Regions from separate parts of the Mus musculus genome. Here all the other regions are linked to region 3. Evidence: chromatin contacts called from public Hi-C and HiChIP or PLAC-seq data. All regions are on one chromosome and are shown on one strand. The core of a region is the stretch at or near the end of the contact, and the rest is flanking DNA. Distances in the headings are between cores, read along the strand shown.

What was found. A called contact is a pair of places that touch in the nucleus more often than the background predicts. HiChIP or PLAC-seq counts read pairs in DNA pulled down with a chosen protein or histone mark.
Region 1: a Hi-C map of bone marrow-derived macrophages shows a contact between it and region 3, with 33 read pairs. The contact joins two enhancer-like sites. A contact is called at or near these places in 3 of 484 Hi-C or Micro-C datasets (the HL-1 cell line, the HPC-7 cell line and bone marrow-derived macrophages), 5 of 115 datasets of contacts at active chromatin or transcription factors (bone marrow-derived macrophages, craniofacial prominence, embryonic basal ganglia and 2 more) and 4 of 9 other capture datasets (adipose tissue, embryonic stem cells, liver and 1 more).
Region 2: an HNF4G HiChIP or PLAC-seq map of pancreatic cancer cells shows a contact between it and region 3. The contact joins two enhancer-like sites. A contact is called at or near these places in 3 of 15 datasets of contacts at CTCF or cohesin (the NIH/3T3 cell line and large pre-B cells), 28 of 484 Hi-C or Micro-C datasets (the C2C12 cell line, CD8 T cells, the N1E-115 cell line and 20 more), 17 of 115 datasets of contacts at active chromatin or transcription factors (the NIH/3T3 cell line, VIP interneurons, acute myeloid leukemia and 14 more) and 4 of 9 other capture datasets (adipose tissue, embryonic stem cells, liver and 1 more).

Annotation. Positions count from the first base shown.
Region 1 is chr5:125,224,862-125,227,837 of GRCm38.p6, forward strand. No RefSeq gene overlaps it. Among named protein-coding and RNA genes, the nearest start is that of Gm32585, 26 kb to the right of the region's middle. Within about 2 kb of position 1,545, at least 79 of the 459 cell types and tissues checked have an H3K27ac peak or open chromatin away from gene starts, as enhancers often do. A contact at or near this core is called in adipose tissue and bone marrow-derived macrophages, where this site is marked.
Region 2 is chr5:125,266,793-125,269,986 of GRCm38.p6, forward strand. No RefSeq gene overlaps it. Among named protein-coding and RNA genes, the nearest start is that of Gm32585, 16 kb to the left of the region's middle. Within about 2 kb of position 1,744, at least 115 of the 459 cell types and tissues checked have an H3K27ac peak or open chromatin away from gene starts, as enhancers often do. A contact at or near this core is called in the C2C12 cell line, the N1E-115 cell line, the NIH/3T3 cell line and 5 more, where this site is marked.
Region 3 is chr5:125,070,693-125,073,821 of GRCm38.p6, forward strand. All of the region lies in intron 14 of Ncor2 (nuclear receptor co-repressor 2), which reads right to left. Among named protein-coding and RNA genes, the nearest start is that of Rflna, 69 kb to the left of the region's middle. Within about 2 kb of position 1,344, at least 113 of the 459 cell types and tissues checked have an H3K27ac peak or open chromatin away from gene starts, as enhancers often do. A contact at or near this core is called in the C2C12 cell line, the N1E-115 cell line, the NIH/3T3 cell line and 6 more, where this site is marked.

The sequences.
Region 1 (2,976 bases), core at 295-2,794, 150 kb after region 3:
TGTGTTCACGACCCTAAACACAGATCTGGGCTGTCCCTTTGGGAAGACAAGCCCCAGCTCAATGGCACTGGAGCCTGCAGGACCCACAACACAGTACACAGAACAGGACTGTAAGGACTAGAGGCCAGTGGAACCCCAAGGTCAGCAGGGACCTGAGGTCAGTGGGGACCCAAGGCTATCGGGAGACTGAAGAGCTGCAGGGCCCCCAGGCCAGTGGCAGCTTGAGGTCAGCAGGGCCTGAAGGCCAGCAAGATCCAAGGCCTGTGGAAACTGGAAGTCGGCAGAGATCCAAGGATGACCTCTGACCTTAGGCATTGCTAGGATTCTCCCTGGGAGGGGCCTGCGCCATCTGGAGAGGGGCAATGTAAAGGAGGCCACAGAGGGTGAAGCTGGATTTGTGTGAACTTGACCCAGTATCCATCAATGGGCTGGAAGGAGAAGCCAGGGGAACATAGTTCCCAGCCTTAGGCAGAGGCTGCTTGTGTCCTGTTTGTCACAGGAAAGAGGATTGCAAATGAGCTCAAGCCCCTGCCACCCCATTCCAGGACCAGGATTCTCCATAGAGTTGGCCAAGGGGGAAGCCTCTGGGATCTCAGCTTCCTCCTGCTTCCTGGGGACCTGCCTCTGCCTTGATGTAACCCCCTGCACCTAAGTGGTCAGTATGATGCCTGAATTCAGTAGGCACCCAATAAAGGCCTGCTTAGAAAAGCTGGCTGTTATTCACGGGCCTCTATGAAACAACAGAGAACAGGACTGGAGAGCAGATAGGTGCCTTGCTCAGAGTGGGAATGTAACCGCCTGGGCCTCAACTTCCTTACCTGTGACCCAGATTGAGGCAGGAGAACCACACTGAGGAGATTCTCCGAAATGTTTAAAATCAGCTCTGGTACATAGCAGGTGGTCCAGCCTGGGCTACCACGTGTCCCAAAGACAGGCAGAGGCCTAGACATCCTACAGTGTTCTCGGCAGCCCTACCACCCCATCTCATGGTTCCCACATTCCCCCAAGGAGGCTGAGGAGGTGGCTCAGTGGTTAAGAGCACTTGGCTGCTCTTGCAGGGGATCTGAGTTCAGTTCTCAGCACCCACACCGTGTCTCACTGTCATCTTTAACTCCAGTTCCAGGGGACCCAATGGCCTCTTCCACATATTTATTTGGTGCACATACATGCATCAAGGTAAAACATGCAAATGGTACACGATATACATGCAGGTAAAAGACCCATAAATATATATAATAATTAAAATTTTAAAACACCTTCTAAGAAATAAAGCCCCATGCCCAAGGCTCTAACAGCTAGAAGATGGCAGGGCTAACTGAGGCCTACACCCGGAAGGGACAAAGGACCCAGGAAAGAGGGCCAGCCTGTGGGAGCTTGCATGATAATCTGCCAGGGCAGCTCTGAATGCCATTGAATGGTACCATCTAGATTTTAATGGCCCACTGTGTGCCTGGGGCCAGCAAGCATTCCCAGCTGTGAGGCAGGAGGCTGACGTGGGCATAACGCCCAGCCACCGTGGCGGCTCTCACGGGGAAACGGGTGGAGCTGCAGTTCCATGGGCAGCTGGCACACACGCTGGAGACTGCTGCCATGGTGACAGGGCTAGGCCAGCTCCCTGTGCGTGGGCCACATCCTTCCTCTCTGGGGACGGCAGGGCCAGGACTCTGGAGAAACCTCTCCCTTTTTCCCGTTCCAGGGGTCATCTGGGTGTCCCCATGGATACCCGGCCAAGTCCAGGGCAAAACCAGGTCACGACCCCTTGCCTAACCAGCTGGTGTGTGAGGTACTCAACTGGCGGAGTGGCAGACTGCTAACACTCACGCAGATTCATGACAGAGGTGGAAAGGCTGAAGTTCAGGAAGCTGAACGGCTTGCCTCGCATCATGAGGCTGGGATTTGGGGAAGGAAGGAAAAAGGACTTACTCAACCCCTGGCTGTAGATTCTGCATCAGGCTAGGGAGCTAGGAGTGTCAGTTTCTTGGAACCTTGGAAGATCAACACTTGATCTCTCAGCCAAAAGGCGGAGAATCAATTGCCCTGACCCCAGGAACTGATGGGTTCAAAACTTTCGCAGCCTGAACGTAAGATCAGATGTTTGCAATGTAAGAGCATTGCAGGAGGAGGTAACATCTTGGTATCAGGGGGGACAGGAGAGATGCAAAGCACAGCCTGGCCCAAGCCTTACCTGCTTTGAAGTTCACAGCCAACTTGCCTAGCCAGTGCGCTGGACCTTGTTTCTGCCCACGGAGCGCTAGCGGTTTGACCAGAGTCCCCCTGAGACTCGGGGCAAGAAGTTGATCTCTAAATCATTGTGCTCCTGAAACAGCTGGGGTGTGGGGTGCTTAGCGTGTGTGTGTGTGTGTGTGTGTGTGTGTGTGTGTGTACAAGTTGTAGGTGTCAGGTCATCAGGCTTGGTGGCAAGCCCCTTCATCTGCTGAGCCACTCCACTAGCCCATCAAGCATCTTCACTCCTATGATAATAAGCCCACAGTGGAGTTGCTGGGGGGAGCACAGCTGAACAGTGGGTTTAGGACCTGGGTCTTTCACCTGGTCAACTCATTTCTACAGGACAAAAATATAGCCCAATATAGGACAGCCACTTCCTCACATTTCTTCTTAAATTATTGCCGGAGGCTGGAGTTCACAAGTACATTGTGCGCACAGTGCATGTATATATGCACACTGGCTTGTATGCAGGTGTGTGGAGGTCAGAGGACAACCTCAGATGCCGTCCTCAGGAGATTTTTCACCTCCTTTGACAGGCTCTCTCACTGGCCTGGAGATCACTCATGTAGCTGGCCAGGAGTCATTTTCTCCTGTCCAGTGCTGAGATCACAGGTATGTGTACCATGCCTGCCTTCTTACGTAGGTTCTGAGGGTTGAACTCAGGTCTTCACGCTAGTATGGCAGGCGCTAACCCTCTGCGCCAACTCCCCAGTACTGCTTCTCTCCCTTTAAAAGTGTTAATTATTTTTA
Region 2 (3,194 bases), core at 494-2,993, 200 kb after region 3:
AGCAGGTTGATGTGCAAGGGTGTGGACAATGGGGAGGGTTGGAGAGATGGCTCAGCGGGTAAGAGCACTGACTGTTCTTCCAAAGGTCCTGAGTTCAAATCCCGGTAACCACATGGTGGCTCCCAACCATCCATCCATCAGGAGATCTGACGCCCTCTTCTGGAGTGTCTGACAACAGCTACAGTATACTCACATATGATAAATAAATAAATAAATAAATAAATAAATAAATGTGTTGGGGGCTGGGCTATGTCAGATACACCATCAGCCAGGGGAGTGGTCCCACCAGGCCACTCCACAGTGTAGACACCCCAGTCACAAAGTCACTGCTGTCCTCCTCCTAAGGCCCTTGTGGCTCTGGGGGAGTGACTCGGAAACTGAGGTTGTCCAAGGACATGCCACCCCAGCAGCAGCTTAGCTCTCCAGAGACAACATGGTGACAGGAAGGGGAACCCGGCCAGCTGGCAGCCAGCTTGGGCTGCAGAAAACACACTGCCCAGCCGGGAGCCAGGGCACCCGGGCCACCTTGGTGGCTACAGCAGATTATGGGACCCAGAGGGCAGCCTTATCCTCCATCTGTCAAGCAAAGCACAGGCCCAGTTGGTCTCCGCAACAGACAAGAACCCCTCCTCCTGTGGGCCCGACCATCCACTGGCATTCATCACCCCCAAGACAGAAATGAAGCCGCAGCTGTATCGCTGTCCCAGGATCCGCGTTCCCTGCTCTGAAAACAAACGTCAGTTTTACGCTTGATATATCTGTGACTTTGCCGTGACATTTCCGAGGCGGCGGGAGGCCGTTACTGGGTGACAACGTTCTATTCCACTGACATTATCTCTTAATTACAATATGCAAGCAACACGGAAGGACGGCCCCATAAATAGATCATTTGGGGTTTCTGCTCTGCCGCCGCAGCCGCCACGAGCCGAGCTGCACACCGAGGGGCTCGCAAATGAAATGTGGGAGGGTGGGGGTGGGGAGGGATGAATGGCTGCAGGGGCGGGTGGCTGCGTGTCCTGACTCAATGACAGTGTGCTCAGCGACGCGGGTGTCAGGAAATGAGGCATTTTGACTGAGCTTCCAGCAGTCTCTTGGGTGTCTCCATTCTCATCCCTGTCAAAACAGCCCGCCACCGCCAATCCTGAGGACTTTAATGTCTGGCACCGAGGGACAAGCATTGATTTTTTTTTTTCTTCCAGGAAATTAATTCTGTGAGGGATCGTAGTCCAGGCTTGAACTCAGAGACCAACATGCCTCTCTGAATAGTAGGTACTGGTAGGAAGGAGGTACCTCATTTGCTTCTTGCAGCTACCCTTTCTGGCCAGCGTCTGGGCCAGGCATGCCTTTCCCATCTGCCTGCTGTAAACCACCTGCAGTGTGTAAGCCTATGGCCTGAGAGTTTCTACTTCAGTCCCAGGTTCAAGTTCTACCACTGAGCAATCCAGGATGCCAGAATCCTGTCGTGTGGCCAATAGCGCCATCTGCTGGTGATTTATAGGATTGCAGGGAAGTTTGCCTGGGTTTGTTCCACATTCCGTGATACATCTGAAAACCATTTCCAATTGCCATGAGCGAAATGTCCATCCAAAATCCCTCTCGCCCACCCTCATCTGGACCTTGGAGTGGGTGGGGCAGGAAGTGGCTTTCCTGTGAATTATACGTGGGCACGGTATGGTCATAGAGCCTTGCCCAGGGAGCTACAATGCATCCAGCCTGCTGCCACAGGGCTGGCCTCCCACCCCTGCCTGCTCCCTTGCCAAAGCTGATGTCAGGAGGAAACCATGTCCTGCCCCCAAACAGCTGCTGCCCACAGTCTGAGACCACAGGGCCAAGAGCCATACAAAGCTGGGTCAGAGAGGCCCGTGACGGAGTCCCTGCCCCTCCAACAGAAGACATTCCTGTGGCCCAGCAGAGGGCAGATGGTAGCCATAGCCACAGAGGGAGACCAGAGGGAGCACTGTGTGTGCTGTGTGTATCAGCTTACAAGTCCTTCTCCACATAAAGCCTTTCCTATCTGTCTGTGGCGGGCGATGTGGTCTCAGGGCAGGGTAAAAGCAGGGTGGTGGAAGAGGGGCAGATTGGGGGTGGAGACCCATGTCCTAAGGGAGTAGATGAGAGAAATGGGTATCACATCACAAAGCTCCTTCCACTTCCTACATAGAAGATGCTTCCTGCAAAAGCACAGCACTGGATGGCGTAAACCTGACTCCAGAATGGTGCCACGTGTAGCCCCAGTACCTCAGCTCTCCAGCCCAGCTCACTGCCAAACCTCAGAGTGGGGCAGCTCCCCTGAACCTGTATACCTAACCCCCAAATTCCAGAGAATCCTTCCCACCTCCTAGCTGCTCCACTCTGTCCTGTGACAGACAGGCTCTGGGAGACAGGCACTATTTTTAGACATGTGACTCTTCCTCGTTTCACCCAGTGTGTGCCACCTGTCTGGGGACAATCCTGAACTGAGACCCTCACCAAAGCAGCCTGGCCAGATAAATGGGGCTCCTTCTAGACCAGCGGTTCTCAACCTGTGGGTTGAGACCCCTTTGGCAAAGCTCTATCTCCGAAAGTATTTCCATTGTGATTCATAACAGCAGCAAAATTACAGTTCTGAAGTGCCATCAAAGATAACTTTGTGGCTGGGGGTCGCTATAACTTAAGGGACTGTATTAAAGGGCCATAGCATTAGGAAGGTTCAGAATCTCTGTTCTAGACAGATGCAGTTTGGGGCCTGAGCCCGTGACCTCCCTTCCTCCCTAGGCCTCCCGGGGTCCCTTGGCACTGGTCACACTTCCTGACCTGGGTTGAGATGCTCTTTCTGGGGTCACCAGCACAGCGGGCAGTCCTTGGGTGCTGCACAGAGAGGAACAGTGGGCAGCACTCATGAGCTGGCCTAGCCGCTGCGGTGCAAACCTGTTTCCCTATCAACCGTCATCTCTCTGTGCCTCAGCCTCCTCATTGTAAAAACGAGGGAATGATGACATCAGCACTCTCTCAGGTCACAAATACTGAACACAAATGGTCAACGTGGTACCATCTGTCTAGTACACAGCAAATATTCAAGTAATGACAACATCTTAGGGATGTAGAAGCCAGAGCCCAGCTTTGGTCTTCGCTGGGTAGGTAGTGGCCGGAACCTGCCATTTTGATTTTATTTTAAAAATTATGTGTATGCGTATGTGTCTGCCTATCTGTGAATG
Region 3 (3,129 bases), core at 94-2,593:
TAGGCTAACCCGAGGCTCCACATGTTTACCTAGCCCCTTGCAAGTCTGCTGCTAAGATCCTCAGACCACAGTGAGAAACCAGCATGGTTTCTGTATTCCATGGCAGGAAGGATACGGGGAAACGCACGCACGCACGCACGCACGCACGCACGCACGCACGCCCCAGCCTGGAGAGCCACGAGAGGCAGAATGCCACCCTCCCCATGACTCCCACACGTGCAGTATCCAGTGACAACTCATCAGTTACGGGCAAGGTGACCATGTACGTCCCCCACCCCCAGGTCACAGCACTAGGAACACCCTGAAAGGATCCACAGGGAGCTTCAGGTATCTGTTCTTTCTGCTAGGACCCATTTTTTCTTTCAGAAGCCCACGGTAGTAAGGCCAGGTGTCAGCTGACGACATGTATGGGATGAGACTGCTCTCACATCACAGGTCCAGCTTCTTGCTCCTCCCAACAACCCTGACATTACATTGTTCCATAGATGAGAACAAGACACAGAGAGGTAAAGCGATCCATCTAGGGCCACACAGCATTTCCCAGCAGAGCCTACAGCCAGATATCCCCAAAGATAGCCTGCTCAGGGACTCTGGGTTCCTCCGAGTTCGGAGAACTGCCATTCCTACCCTAAACAAACTCTTATTTACAGGGGCGCCGAGACCCCCACAAGTATAGAGAACAACCTGACAGAACATGTTCTGAAGCTGACGTTGTCAGGACTGAGGTGCAGAGGGAGGGCAAAGGTAAAACCTTTGTGGTGGTCTGAATGTGCGTGGCCCATGGGAAGTGGCACTATTAGGAGGTGTGGCCTCATTAAAGGAAGTGTGTCACTGCGAAGGCGGGGCTTTGAGGTCTCATATATGTGCTCAAGTTTGGCCAGGGTGATCCAGACCCTCCTCTTGGCTGCCTTCAGATCAAGACGTTAAACACTCAGATCCTTCTAGAGCACCAGCCTGCCTCAACGCTCCCATGCTCCTGCCATGATGATAATGTACTGAGCCTTTGAAATGGTAAGCCACCTCTAATTAAATGTTGACCCTTATAAAAGTTGCTTTGGTCATGAGTCTCTTCACAGCAATAAAACCCTAAGAGAACCTTCAAAAGGCACAAATGGCCCTGTGTGGCCTTGAGTCACTGAGACCCTCCGGATGAGGAAGCAGGCCCAGTAGGACCCAGCCCCTGCACTGGGTCTTCAGGGCTCTATGGAGGACAAGATCAAGGGAAGGGATTGGGGAGCCCCTGGATTCCATCCCAAACTTAAATAAACAAAGGAGAACCTGCGAGTGCACAGCCACCCTGACTAATACACTCAGACACTCGCTCATTCAATAAACACTGTACTACCAAGGACCGACAAACACCCCACAAGTGAGTTGCAAGAGCTTCCTGTGTGGAGAAGGGGAGAGGTTGGCTGGGTGGAGGCCAACAGGGCTGGGGGTCAGAGTGGAGCAACACAGCCTGCAGCTGGTGGTACGGCTTCATGCCTGCTCTGTGTCTCTCCCAGGGACACATAGCAAGGAATGCAGGCTCAGCCCTCAGCAGAGGTGTGTTGGAGTTCCCTGAGAGTGTGGAACAACAAGAGCCCATAAAGCCTGGGCACACTGTCATTAACAGAGAGCAGGGCTTTCTGTTGTTATGAGGTAAGGAGGGTCTCACTATGCCACCCTGGTTAGCCTGGAGCTCAATATATAATCCAGACCGGCCTCAAACCCAAAGAGAACTTCCTGCCTTTATCAAACCCAAAGAGAACTTCCTGCCTTTGCTGCCCGGGTGCTGGGACTAAAGGTGTGTGCCACCATGCCAGGCCAGAGATCAGCTTTTAAACAGACATCAGGGGCTGAGTCATGTGGTGCCTCTCCAAGGGGCAGCTGCATGGCCGCTGTGGTCCAGGCAGCCTAGACTGTGAAGTCATTCCCACTGCTTGATGGTGGAGCAGGAACAGGATATAGTGTGTGCTTCTGCAACCCTGAGGCTTGAGTCAGAGTTGGCAGGAGTAAGAATTTACATGACAGCAGTAGCACTTCATACACACCATGGTGGCTCCCAGCATTAACTGATAGCGCTTTCCCGAGCTGCTCTGGTGTGGAGACACTTCTACTGAGTACCGTGAGACACACGCCCAGGAGTCCGTTCATGGTGGCCAATGGCTTGTCTACTTATTAATTCACAGAACTTAGGACTGAGCCCTTGGCTTTGGCACACGCTAGCCAAGGGTCGTACCCCTGAGCTGCACCACTAATCCCAAGGCCCCATTTTAAATCCTCAACTGGGGGCTGGGGGAGCTCAGCAGGTGTGCTGGCTAGTTTAATGTCAAACTGACATAAGTTAGAGTCATTTATGTAGAGGGAATCTCCGCTGAGAAAATACCCTCATCAGTTTGTGGGCAAGCCTGTGGTCCATTTTCTTAGTTGACAGTGATATGGAAGGTTGCTCGTGTGCATGCTCTCTCCCTCTCCCTCTCCCTCTCCCTCTCCCTCTCCCTCATACACACACACACACACACACACACACACACACACACACACACACACCTTGCCCTGCCTCCAGAATAAGCACACGGGACATCCAGGCTGGACCTACCTCCACATGTTAGCTTGCTCCTGCCTCCCTCCTGCTCTCAGATAGAGGCGACCGAAGAAGAGTCCCTTCCTCTGACCTTTGCACCCGCTGTGTCTTTTGCCTGGTCAGTTCCTTCTTATTGCTCATCTGTTCCTTCAAGGGATCAGAGCCCTGAAAGCTACTCTTGATCACATGGCCCCCAGGACTTCAGCAGTCCTCCACAAGTGGCTGTCCAGGGACCTCAGTTGTCTCATTACAGTGAAGCCATGCTGACCTTTGATGAGCCTTTGCTGACGGGTGGCTCCCAGTGCTACTGATCTAGTTAGCCGTAAATAGCATTTAGGAGCACCGGGGTGATATCTGTCTCAGGAAAGTGATGGACTATGTCCAGCAGCACCCACACTTCCCACCTTAAGGCAGTTTGGGTGGTTGGGGGAGCTGGGTCCCCTGTGCTGTGTATCCTGGCCCAGTCTTGAACCTTTCTCGTTTCCCATGGAAGTGATGCAGCTCCTTCCAGCCGTAGGGTCCAGCCTCTCCTGCCTCCTGGGCTCCCTCCCCAGCTGCCAGCC